Linked DNA regions of Sus scrofa: regions 1 and 2 are each linked to region 3. The links are chromatin contacts, called in public HiChIP or PLAC-seq maps. All regions are on one chromosome and are shown on one strand. The core of a region is the stretch at or near the end of the contact, and the rest is flanking DNA. Distances in the headings are between cores, read along the strand shown. Region 1 holds the start of LOC100156127 (histone H2B type 1-M). Region 2 holds the start of HIST1H2BD (histone cluster 1, H2bd). Region 3 holds the start of ABT1 (activator of basal transcription 1).

What was found. HiChIP or PLAC-seq counts read pairs in DNA pulled down with a chosen protein or histone mark.
Region 1: a contact with region 3 is called in an H3K27ac HiChIP or PLAC-seq map of alveolar macrophages. The contact joins the promoter of LOC100156127 here to the promoter of ABT1 in region 3. A contact is called at or near these places in 2 of 5 promoter capture datasets (fetal liver and liver), 18 of 47 Hi-C or Micro-C datasets (blood, embryonic fibroblasts, epiblast stem cells and 8 more) and 2 of 2 datasets of contacts at active chromatin or transcription factors (alveolar macrophages and skeletal muscle).
Region 2: a contact with region 3 is called in an H3K27ac HiChIP or PLAC-seq map of skeletal muscle. The contact joins the promoter of HIST1H2BD here to the promoter of ABT1 in region 3. A contact is called at or near these places in 2 of 5 promoter capture datasets (fetal liver and liver), 20 of 47 Hi-C or Micro-C datasets (alveolar macrophages, blood, embryonic fibroblasts and 10 more) and 2 of 2 datasets of contacts at active chromatin or transcription factors (alveolar macrophages and skeletal muscle).

Annotation. Positions count from the first base shown.
Region 1 is chr7:20,840,121-20,844,261 of Sscrofa11.1, reverse strand. It overlaps LOC100156127 (histone H2B type 1-M), which reads right to left and starts at 2,077. Exons shown (of 2, transcript XM_001927939.5): 1 at 1,775-2,077; 2 at 1,603-1,772. The coding sequence starts at 2,033. The coding sequence ends at 1,654.
Region 2 is chr7:20,818,480-20,823,063 of Sscrofa11.1, reverse strand. HIST1H2BD (histone cluster 1, H2bd) reads right to left here and starts at 1,974. Exons shown (of 2, transcript NM_001243656.1): 1 at 1,539-1,974. The coding sequence starts at 1,928. The coding sequence ends at 1,548.
Region 3 is chr7:21,022,364-21,026,465 of Sscrofa11.1, reverse strand. It overlaps ABT1 (activator of basal transcription 1), which reads right to left and starts at 1,825. Exons shown (of 3, transcript XM_001926306.7): 1 at 1,539-1,825; 2 at 653-858; 3 at 1-496. The coding sequence starts at 1,770. The coding sequence ends at 116. LOC102162475 (a long non-coding RNA gene) reads left to right here and starts at 1,909. Exons shown (of 2, transcript XR_002346131.1): 1 at 1,909-2,038; 2 at 3,362-4,102.

The sequences.
Region 1 (4,141 bases), core at 828-3,327, 180 kb after region 3:
ACTGGGAGTGGAACAAGTAATCTGTCCTTTGACAAGCTTTCTGGGTGCTTGTGATGCACACTCAAGTTTGCTTTATATCCTCAGTACATAATTTGATTCTTGGCACTTAACTGAATGAACCTGATGGACACTCTTTGGGTTTACCTGGAAGGCCCTCATATCAGGCAGTGTGGATGCTTTCCCAAAGCCATTTCATAATGATTAAGCTGAAATCGGAGTTTTTGATCAATAAACTTTATTTGTATGCTGGGCATAGGTGTATTTCAGGAAAACTCCGAAGACCTGGAGGGTGGAATAGCTCACAGTTTAAAACTGTTGGGGGAGGAGTTTCCACTGTAGCGCAACATGATTGGCGGCATCTTTAGACCGCTGGGGTGCAGGTTCCATTCCCTGCCAGGCACAGTGTGTTAAGAAACCCTCCTTGTCTCAGTTGTGGCTTAGGTCATGTTTGTGGCTCTGATCCGATCCCTGGCCAGAGAACTCCATATGCCGCAGGATGGCCAAAATAAAATAAAATAAAAAAATAAATAAGACCGTTGGGGAGAGGGACTTCCAAACCAGAAAGGAGAGTTAGGTGAGGGCCAGACCTTGCAGGGCTTGTAGCCACAGCCGATTTTTTTCTTTCTTGCTTGCTTCTTAAACCTGTAACCACTGGCATAGTTCCCAGCCTCGGGTCGAATCGCAGCTGCTACAGATGCCGGCCTACACCAGGGCTCACCACAACGCTGGATCCTTAACCCACTGAGCAGAGCCAGGGATCAAACCCGAGTCCTCATGGATACTAATCGAGTTCATAACCCTGATAAGCCACAAGGGGAACTCCCTATAGCAGATTTCAGATTTTATCAAGTTTGGGGGGAGGGGGGGAATCATCCAAAGGCTGTGAAGCACATAAACAGAACAGGAAAGCTGGAGGAAGAATAAGGCCCTGGTCTAGGAAGGGAGCTTGACAGTGATAGGGGCTAATAGGAGGCTGCAGATTATTTTATGTGACCACAATATTAAAACTGTTTATTCTGAACATAGAATTCTGTGAATTTTGCAGGTCCGCTTTGTAAAACGAGTCAGGGAAGTAGGGAGAAGATTGTATATTTAGAAAAAGTCCAATGATGAGAGCCTTTTAAAAATTTAGTTGACTTGAAAGACCTAGGTAAAAAAGGGCTTAAAAGAGTGAGAAAAGGAATTCCACCCAAAAGAACTTGGGCGCGGTCCTGCAGCATCACAGAGGATGTAGTTTTTAGAGAGCAGGATTTCAAAATCTAACTATGGCTTCTCAAATACTATAGGGAGGCGCTTTACATAAAACGGAAAACCAGACTTCACAAAGCGCCGCTATTTGCACAGAGAGCACCCTGTACAAATTTTAAAGGTAATCTAGAGTTCCAAAGGTTGGGGTTAAACCTAGGCAGTTACTAGCTCCCACTTGCTAAAGTTTCTGGAGTCCTGTACACAGGACGGTTGTCCATAACCACAACAGTTAAGTAGATGTACCACAAAAACAGTTAACTTTCAAAGTGTTTCCTAAAGTACCACCTTCACACGAGTTAAATGCAGTTTCTAGGAACTAAAAAGTCCTAGTGAACAACTCAGATTGTGAAAACGTGAGGTGGCTCTGAAAAGAGCCTTTGGGTTTGACAGTGCCTAGAAATAAATTTACTTGGAGCTGGTGTACTTGGTAACGGCCTTGGTGCCCTCAGACACGGCGTGCTTGGCCAACTCCCCGGGCAGCAGCAGCCGCACGGCCGTCTGGATCTCCCGGGACGTGATGGTCGACGCTTGTTGTAATGCGCCAGCCGCGAGGCCTCACCCGCGATGCGCTCGAAGATGTCGTTGACGAAGGAGTTCATGATGCCCATGGCCTTGGACGAGATGCCGGTGTCGGGGTGGACCTGCTTCAGCACCTTGTACACGTACACGGAGTAGCTCTCCTTGCGGCTGCGCTTGCGCTTCTTGCCATCTTTTTTCTGCGCCTTGGTCACGGCTTTCTTGGAGCCCTTCTTCGGGGCTGGAGCAGATTTCGTTGGTTCAGGCATTTTACCTGCCCTTTCTCTGAAGAGAAAAGAAAATGGTGGCTGTGCTGCTGGATCCTGCCTATTTGTAGACAGATTTATGCAAATGAAGACTTGGTTTCCAAACTGCTGATTCGTTCGTTTGTCACAGGCTGCATGCAAACGAGCTACTCTCCCATTGGTCTCCTGAGTCAATTTTCCACCAATCAAGCCAGCTTCTTTAATCTTATCACTGTTTTATAACAATTCCGTTTAGTTTGTCAGTTTTAAAAAATATGACTTTCCAGAGCTTTGACTTGCAAAGGAAGCAAAGCTAGTTGCCCGAGTACCTCTCCGACTTCTAAACCTCCTTTTCAGGTCCTGGAAAAGCTCTGTCTTTACATTTGAATCTAATAGGGAAAGGAAAAATAGAGAATAGGCGATCTGCGGTGGTACAGAAAATACCAAAGACAGCGTTTCCCACAGCACACAAAACACACAAATATAGCAGGAAATAAAATTACATAAATAAAATTACATCCCTTGAAGGGAGATAAGAATAGAATTTCGTGACCCACATGTCCTTCATAACGGAGGATCAAATCACTCCTTTTAACTGCAAGCGCGGATAAGAAAGTTCTTCATTCTACCTACTGAAAAGAATTAAAAAAATAAAAGAATAAAAGTTAGCAGGTTGGCCTTTAACACTTTTACTTTAATTTTATTATCACCACCATCATCTTTGGCTGAAACTGGCTTCTGAGCAGATAATTCTGCCATTACCATTGTTCTCCGGTGGCTGTTGGTGAGAATGTTGAACGCTAACCACCTGATGTAGGTCCTCAGATCTTTGTCCCTTTTGGAGAAAGAATTTGACAAAGAGACTGAAGGTAGTGAGGTAATTATTTAAAGAGAGAAGAGAGAGAAGAAGGTGCATAGAAAATACAAAAACAGGCGGGGTGGGGTGGGGAGGGAGAAAGGGAGATATAAAGACAGACAGAGAAAGAAGCAAGAGAGGAAGAGAGCAACATGTCCTTGCGAGGCCTTTTAAATCATTTAGGGTGGAGGTGGAGGGGATTTTCCGGTCCTGGCTCAGTGGAATCGACTCTGCTTAGAATCCCTGAGGACACAGGTTCCATCCCTCGCCCCAGTGGCTTAAGGATCTGGTGTTACCATGAGCTGAGGCCTTCTACTGGACAATGCTCTTGCTTCCTCTGGCTTTGGCAGGATGGATTTAACACAAGGTTCTCGGAGAAGTTGTCAGGAGGTACTGTGGTCTGGTCCCTCCTTTCTCAGACCCCTGAGGAACCTTTCTGCTAGTGTATCTTTGATCTCAAGAATGAGAAATACTCTCTCTCTTTTATCCTAGCAGGATACATCTTTTATCTTGAAGTTATCTCCACAGGGAACAGATTACATTTGCTCAGCCTGGGATCCATCTATCTCCTGCGCAGCCATTTTTCCTTTCTGCAGAGAAGTGTCCTCCCTGAAGCTGACTTTATCCCTAACCCTTCCCAGGCTTCCCGCGTGTGCAGTAAATCCAGAGCAGGAAGCTGCATGTAGCAGGCAAGCAACCAACAAGGGCACACTCCTGTGCTTACTCAATCTTATCTTTCTTTTTCACAAAATAGTTAATTGGTTTCTCTCACTTCCGTATTGAGGAGAATTCAACTTCTTGATTTCTTCCTTATTCCCAGTTTAGCCAGTGTAGCAATGTGCTGAATAAAGCCAACATACTTTATTTGCATTCATTTAATTAATCATAGACCCCTACCTGATTATTTCTTTTCTTTTTCCATTAAAAAAAAAAAAAGTAAACAAGAGTGTTAGGTTCACCTCAGGAAAAAAAGAAAAACGAAACCTGACTCCAAGCTCTCGCCCTGCTCTGGAGAAACGTAACTAAGACAGGACTAAGTCATCCCCCAAATCATGTGACTCAATCTTAAAAACTACCTCACCCAGGAGAGTGTCTAAACCTCTGCTCATATCCCACTAACAAGTCTCCCAAGCTGATTGGTCTGTTCCTCTTTTCACCCTATTTACATAGTTTGTTGAAAGTACACAGATTGGTCTCTTCCTTTTCACCCTATTTTAACATAAGAAATGGCCAATCAGCTTCTGCACAGAAACCTCCTTTCTTGGCACTCACGTCT
Region 2 (4,584 bases), core at 725-3,224, 200 kb after region 3:
CAGGCAACAAGGCTCAGGGCCAACTTTGCAATCATCAATGATGAGTTGTATGTGTGCATGTTTATTACTAGTTTATTCTGGTCTGGTGTCTCAGCTTCACTGGAAAAGAGTTCTTATCAGGCTCCCCACCAGGGCCAGTCTTCACATAACACCATAAAAAACACAGCTTAGGTTTGGGTGACGCCAGCTGAGGCGCTTGTGGTTTCAACATGGACCAAACCCCTGGGTCTGAGAGTTCCTTACTTTTGTAGTGGCTCTTTGTTGTTTTTATAATTTTAAAAAATACGTTTCTAAATTTTAATTGTCCATCCAAGTACCCAGATTGCCTTATTATGGAAAATCTATCCCCATGATCCATGAATCTCTCTGTTTGGGAGATGTGAGAACCCTAGAGTTTCTAAATTCATTCTTCTCTCAGCCTACAATACCACTGCCTACCATTGAGATTTTCCATCTCAATCAGCACTTCACTCCCAGTCCAGCCTCATCTACTTTGCAATTTTCTTGGCCACCTCTGATTATCGATTCCTTTCCTTCCTGCCACAGGCTCCCCCGCCCCCACTTCCTTTCAGAGGTTTTATCTTCCCCAGCAATGAAAACACTTAAGGCTATCCGACTTAGTGCAGCAAAAGCCAACTGCTGCCAGAAGGGGCTGCCTGCCCTTCCCTTTCTACTTCCTCTCTACCCTTGATGCTCGGGGACATTCGGTAAAGCGGTAAGGGTGCTGAAAAGGGGGCTTAAGCCCTGATTCCGACACATTAACCGATTGAGAGTTTGGGCTTCTCTCTTTTGACCCAGAGAATATTAAAGCTGAATGCTGCCCCGCCCCCAGGACTAAGAATTAATTAGGACTTTCTGGGAAAGAAGATAGAGTAGCTGAGAGGATTTCAAGGGATTTCAAAGACGGCTTCCCTTTCCTTTTCCCTTCCGTCGGATCCTTTAGGATAGTTTGGGCTTCTCCTTTACCTCCCCTGCCGCTGCTCAGAACCTCAAGCAGAACTGCACCAATTACAAAGCAAGCAAACCAGTAAAGCCTTTGCAATATATCTGTGAAAACTCACATTGTCTTCAGCCTTTTTTCAGATATGTCTACATGGCTTGAAAAAGAAAAAAGAAAAATAGAATAGAAAAAGTGCAGAATGAAGTTGTCAGAGCATGCTGTTTCCTGCTCTGGGTAATCTGTCATCCGCAAGTTCTGGAACAACGCCAGGATCAACTTGGAGACCTACACACGGAAAGGAAAGGTGTACCCTTGAAATGGCATTTTGAGTGCAAACTAACATTTAGTTAGGTGACATTAAATAATTCATCGGTACTTGCCCACAGTGAACCCGCAACCTATGGCACATAGTTATTGCGTAGGTTCTTCATAAGTATTTCCTAAGTAGCTGTTATTGGAGCACTAAAGCATGGCAACGAAACTTTAAATTTGGGGGAACTCAAAAAGTAGTCTTTGGAATTAAACAATTACAACTCATTTGCTGAGAGCATGCGTGGCTCTTAAAAGAGCCTTTGGGGTTAACAGTAAAGATGCTTACTTGGCAAATTTATTTGGAGCTGGTGTACTTGGTGACGGCCTTAGTGCCCTCGGACACGGCGTGCTTGGCCAGCTCCCCGGGCAGCAGCAGCCGCACGGCCGTCTGGATCTCCCGGGACGTGATGGTCGAGCGCTTGTTGTAATGCGCCAGCCGCGAGGCCTCACCCGCGATGCGCTCGAAGATGTCGTTGACAAAGGAGTTCATGATGCCCATGGCTTTGGACGAGATGCCAGTGTCCGGGTGGACCTGCTTCAGCACCTTGTACACGTACACGGAGTAGCTCTCCTTGCGGCTGCGCTTGCGCTTCTTGCCATCCTTCTTCTGCGCCTTAGTCACCGCTTTCTTGGACCCCTTCTTCGGGGCGGGAGCAGATTTGGTGGGTTCAGGCATAGCAGCGTTAAAAGTTAGAACTGCAAGGCTAACACCTGGGAAAATAGTCAGTCAGGGTGAGGCCACATTTATTTATAGATGCGGTATTCAAATGAGGTTAGTAAGGTTTCGCTCACGATTGGATTAATTTTATTGTGGCGTCACAAACACGAATGTAAATGAAACTTGCAGGTCTACGTTTCCATTGGCTGTTAACTTACTTTGCTTCGACCCAATCAGAGGGCTTGGACTAGGCTACTCACAGCTAGTATAAATAGTTTTTTCAAGTAGTTGCACTCTGTATTTCACCGCTAAGAGAAGGCTGCTTAGCCTAGAACGGGTTAGTTTTAATAACTCGGTGCATTGGGTTTGCACGCAACTAGCAGCCATCTAAGTGTCCTGCTGATGAAGTTGGTGGGCAAACGCCTTATCCTGCGCCTGGGACAGCTAATAATTTGCAGCCACCACATACATCAACTTGAAGGTGAGCTGGGTCACCTTCAAGTTCACGTTCGTTAACCTTAACATTTGTGCAATGGATACTTAGAAGATAGCGCTAGGGCAACACGAACGGAATCAGTCCTGACTCCCAAACGTGTGCAAGATGTGGGCCTTCTACCCAACCAAACTCGGGACAGACAAAATACCCGGCCCGCTACACCTCCCACAGGTTTTAAATGAATCGCTATGAAGACCCACCTCCCGTCCCCGGAGGCCCGCCCTTTAACTCGCAGCCTTTTCCTCCCAGCCACGCCCCCTTAAGAGTGTGCAACAGCTCTTTTCCGGAGATCTGTGGGTGGCTCTGAAAAGAGCCTTTGGGTTGTGTAGAGCTTGTAAGCCGTTGGCCAAAGGGACTTCCTATTTCTTCTTGGCTGCCGCCTTCTTTGGCTTGGCTGCCTTGGGCTTGGCGGTCTTTGGTTTAGCCGCCTTAGGTTTCACCGCTTTGGCCTTCGCTGGGCTCTTGGGCGCCTTCTTAGGCTTGGCGGCTCTCGCTTTTTTGGGGCTCTTTGCTTTTTTGGCTCCTGCAGCCGCGGCAGGCTTCTTCGCCTTCTTTGGAGTCTTTTTGGCGCTCTTCTTCGGGGTGGCCGTCCCCGTCGCCTTCTTGGGCTTCTTAGCCGCTCCCGCGGGCTTTTTGGGCTTAGCCGCGCCCGTTTTCTTGGCTTTGGGTTTCGCTTCCCCGGTGGCCGCCTTCTTGTTGAGCTTGAAAGAGCCGGAGGCGCCAGTGCCCTTGGTTTGCACCAGGGTGCCCTTGCTCACCAAACTCTTCAGACCCAACTTGATACGGCTGTTGTTCTTCTCCACATCGTAGCCAGCGGCCGCCAGCGCCTTTTTGAGCGCAGCCAAGGACACGCCGCTGCGCTCCTTGGAGGCGGCGACAGCCTTAGTGATGAGCTCGGACACGGGAGGTCCAGACGCCTTGCGCTTCGCAGCACCTGCAGACTTGCGGGCCTTCTTTTTCACTGGCGTCTTCTCCGCAGGGGCCGGAGCAGCCGGCGCGGCAGGCGCAGTCTCGGACATGTTGAAGGCGGGCGTGGGAGAGCAATTCGAGCCGGAAACAGAGGCACTGGCCGGGACTCGGGCCGCGCCGCTGCGCCCGCCCGTTTATATAGGGCGGAGCTGCGCCGTGATTGGTGCGCTGTCCAGCCCGCCTCGCTGGCAGCCGCAGAGTGTCCTCTCGGATCCCGAGTTGTGTTTGTTACACCTCAAAAAATGCCAAAAATATCAAAATTCTCTCGACCGAATTGCCCAATTTTTCTCAGAAAATGATCCCCGAAGCCTCAGGCTTCACGCAAGTCTCAAATTATGAGGAAAGCACAAAACCTTATGCCAAAACCCAGCAATATTTCCCACCGTGCTCGTCAAATTTCAACTCAGAGAAACAAAACTTTCTATTTTCTTCGTAAATTATAAACTGATCTTTAACTGTGGAGTTTTTTGACCTCTCAAGTATGATTCTCCAAGTGGTTAGCTTCTTATATGTCCAAAAACCATGTCACTGGCATTAAGATTTTTATTATAAATCTGCGCTTAAGTGAGGGAAGTAACACAGGCTCCTCGGAGAGTCCTGCCTATTGAGCCGAGGGCATTTGAGTTCATCAAACTGGTTTAGTTTAATGTTAAACAAATTATTGCTCATATGGAGTTAAATTTTGGACCCCTGGGACATCAACCTATGCAGCCATGGTTTTATTTCTATCTGCTGCATCTGGGTTTTTAAACAATTACTTAGGATAATTCTTTTCCTTTCTGCTCCCAAGGGTTGGGGGCGGGGCTGTTGCTTCTCTTCCTCTGGACAACTGCTCATGTGTTTAGATACCTTGAATTCAGGATATTTGGAAAGAAAAGGGAGTCCAAAACATAGTCAGGGTACACAGGTAGAAAAGGAGTAACTTTCAAATAACACGCAGTTATCCATATAGTCACTGGAAGTGGAGGTGCACTTTGAAGAATTTGTCTGCAGTCTGGCTGAGTTCTTTTGGCGGATGCTTCAGGATCAAGCCATAATATACTTATTAGAATTGATATCCAAGCATAGATCCTAACAGCAACTAAATGGGAAGTGTAGGTTACAACATGTCTATTCCCAATACTGGAGAAACTCAGACCCTGTTGTCACTGAATAGCTAATGAATGACTAGTCCACACAGCAAACATGGCTTCAGTCTCGGAGATTATT
Region 3 (4,102 bases), core at 576-3,075:
AGCACGCATCAGAGACTCCTGCTGAGAAACACAATAAAATGTCCACCTGGGTAGTAAATATCATGTAGACAGGATGCAGGGCTGGGCTAAGAGGTGGAAGAAGCCTCTCTGCCCCTCAAGAGTTCCTGACCAGAGAGGAGTCCTCCAAGCTCTCTGAGGGTGCAGGGGCTCCAAAGATCCTGGCAAGAAGCCCTCGATTGGAGCGGGCCTGTTCCTCAGCATTAGCCAGGCGAGCCCGTTCACGTCCTCCTGGCCGAGCTGCTTTCCGGGCTCTCAACTCCTGCTCAGTAGGACGCTGGGCGAAGGCCCAGGAGCCATTCGGGCGGGTAGAGTCCCCATCAGCAGCAAGGAAACGCTGTCCACGCTCCACACTTCGAAGATAGAAGTCAGTCTCACGTTTGGCCTGGGCAACCTCCGCCCTCAGGCGCTGCCTGCGCACCTGGCGCTCAAAGGCAAGATGCTCGCTGAGGTGGGACCAAGTAAAACGGTGCAGGTACTGTGGACAGGAAAACAAGAGAAGATCTGGGTAGGGCAGGTCAGAGATGGAGAAGAGATGGGAGGAACAGGGCCACCGAGAGGTTATAGAGGTCCAAGGGCTGGGGCTGGGAAGGCAGGAGTATGAGCTGTGGGGTAGACAAGCCAATGCCCTCACCTTGAGGTTCCACAGGTCATAACGGAAGGGACTGCGCCTGCGGGAGCCCATGGGCGTGTTGTGCAGACTGGCCGCCACACGCTTGGCTACTCGCTTGTCTCGGAACTCCACCCAGCCCTCGGTGTAGTCCTTGCTGTACTTGGAACGCTTTTTCCCTCCTGTGGTGGAGGCTGCTGCTGCCTTCTTTTTGCGCCTCACGAAGCCGTCTGCGAGCCAAAGGGAGAGCAGTGGTCAAGCAAGCCGACGCAGCACCCACTCAATTGTACCTTCCACTTGCCGAAGTCTCCAAATCTGCCCAAGGGCCAGGATCCCACCCCAAGATCTTTGCTCAGAAAAGGAGAACTGAAAGGTCCACCCTTTCTCCCTTGTCTAATTCAATCCTTTGCTCAGATGTCAACTCCTTAATCAGATCTGCCCTGAACATTCTATATAAAACCAGCATGGCCCTCTAACCCTAATTCCAATTTAGGGTTATAAGAAGTTGCAGACGGCTGACCGTACGTATACCGTCTTTTGACCTGGACCGCGATGGCAAAGGGTTATGTTCAGTTTTGTGGAAAAGCCACTGGGATTTTACTGCAGGCTATACCCATTTAACAAACTGGTAAATTCGTCTCGGGAAAGAGGGATTGGGGAAGCCGAAATTAAAATCTAAAAGTTAGCTATTCGAAAACTAAGGCTCAACTAGTCATACTGCGCTAACCACACCTCAGGCCCACCTCCTAAGGAAAGTGTGGACTACCTATTTACTAAAAAAGCCACACGCGGGGCCCCGGCTCGGTTCGTGCCTGGGATCCGCGCAGCCGAGGCAACAGGACACGCACTGTGTGCTCACCATCTGCAAGCATCACCCTCCACCCCTCATCACCACTGCCTCAGCACTTACCTTCCGGCTGGAAAAACACACGCCCGACCTCGCCGTAGGCGCTAAGAAGGTTCCGTACGTGCAAAGGCCTAAACCGGGGTGGGATGTGGCCCAGGTACACAATACCCGGCACTACCCGTTTCTTGCTGCCGCCAGCCGTTTCTTCAGATTCCTCCTCTGCTTCTGGTTTCTGGTCGTTCCCTTCCACAGGCTCCAACACAGCGGCTTCCTTATTCGACTCCTCTGCCTCCATGCTTGCCGGTAAGTAAAGCAAGACAGCCGTAAGGCGCCGCGCCTCTGACGCGCACCGTTTACGACTTCCTGCGTCGAGGGGGCGGGGTTTGTCCAGGGGTTGACAAATGAAAGAACAGGATTGTTCGGAACGGGCGGTTCCAGGCCTAACGGCGACGGCGGAAGTGGGCCCCGGGTCAGCCGGGAGATTCGAAGCAAGGGAGCAGCATCAGAGGATTAGGAGAGGCGAAATGACTTGACTCCTGAGCTGAAGAGGCAGAACTGGAGAGGTAGACCACCAAGTACAACTTACAGTACAGAACTCCTTGGTGAAATGTAAAAAGATGGGATGAGGAGGGCTCTTCCGGAAATTTTGGAGGACTCTGTGTTCTAGCAAGAACACAACATAGTATTTTACCCAAGGGGCTCAGGTGCGACTCAGGTTGGGGGATGACGCAATTTGTAAAGTTTACTTAAATTTCAGTTTTTTTAATTAATTAATTGAGTTTTGAAATTTTAATTATTTTTCAAAATTTAACTTAGGGATTTGAAGATTTCAAATTGAAGTTTGGAAATGTAACCTAACTTTGGAAATATAAGTTTTGGAAATCTGGCTACATTTTTGAAAATTTCATTTGTGAGCTATTAGTTTAAAAAAATTTATTTTAAAATATTTTTAAATTTGATTTTGTGAAGTTCCCATCGTGGCGCAGTGGTTAACGAAGCCAACTAGGAACCATGAGGTTGCGGGTTTGATCCCTTGCCTTGCTCAGTAGGTTCAGGATCCGGCGTTGTCTTGAGCTGTGGTGTAGGTTGCAGACGCGGCTCGGAGCCCGCGTTGCTGTGGCCCTGGAGTAGGCTGGCGGCGACAGCTCCGATTAGACCCCTAGCCTGGGAACCTCCACATGCCGCGGGTGCGGCCCTAGAAAAGGCAAAAAGACAAAAATAAAATTTGATTTTGTAAGATGTCTAAAAATTTTGAATGCATGACGATTATTTCTTTTAAAAAAAACTTATTTGGTGCCTGTTTTACGTTTGTATTGATACATGATTCATATTTATACTTACGTTACAAATACCTGTCGTCAAATGTGTACATGGTCCTGATTTAGGCCCCCTCCTGGATCACCGAGCTTTATTCTCTCTGGGACTTATTTTCACGGTTTGAGGGCCCAGGGTGGGCCACCCCAAAATGTGCCTGAATGGCATATTGGTTATTTTGAATTAATGTTTACTGAAGACATGGTCAATACAAGGGGAACTCTCTAACACTTCTTTCTGTTTCCCTGAAAGCAGGAAATAAATCTCTCATGTGAAATGTGCACTCCCTGCATTTGGGGGTAGAAGGACACCATTATCACCAAAGAGAGAGAATTCTTGGCTAAGGATGCATAAACCGTACTTTAATTTAGTACCCCAAGTCCAAATTCTACTTGAGCCTTCACTAATTGGGAACCAGCGTTTCTCTATCCTGTCAGTTCCTCATAAATTTATTGTTTCTTTGTCTAAAAAGTGTAAAAGCTGTCTGCTTTGGCCACTTCTTAGGTGCCGTTTCTATGAGACCTCCAGGCTCATGAATTAAAATTGTTTCTTTCTCTCCTGTTAATATCTAGTATCAATTTTATTGCGGCGTGTCCAACCACAAGATCTCGAGGAGTAGAGGGGGACATTTCCCCTCCCTGACAAAAGATTTGCCCTTAGATCACAGACTGATTTTCACTGTGCGTTGAAGCCATTCATCACAAGAACTGCCACAGCCCACGCTGTACCCAGCTGATGGCTGGGCCCTGAGAGCTGTGCCTTCACCAAACCCGAGGCCGCTTTTTACCCCCGTGACGCGCCCACTAGGGGGCGCAATCCTCATCCTTAAGGTGCGGCGGGTCCTCTGGGTCCCCTTGGGGCCTACTGCAAGGGGCCCGGCCCTGGAATGCGGAGGAGTTTGAGGATAACAGCCATTGTTGGACAGGCCTCCAAGTATATTTACAAAGTTAACGCGGCACCGCTTTCTTTGATGGAATGGTCTAAAGGTATAATAAAGTAGACTTTCGAGTTCTCACACGCCTCTTGCATTAATTTTATTGACGAGAACTATCTCTTTGCCTTCTTTTTTGGAGTGGGGAGAGGACAATGAGAGGAGCAAACTAGGTCCTGCTTTTCTTAACACCAACGTTTTCAAAACATTAAGCAATAGTCAATTAAATGAAAGTACCTCTTGGGATTGCCTCAAAGAATGGGGGTGGGGAAGGGAGTCTTGTGGGGGAGTGGATGATGTCAGTTGTGCCAGTGTGATGGCTACAATGATAATTTATGTTACCTCTTCCTTGGGCTTATTTGAAATTGTCATTGATAAAATA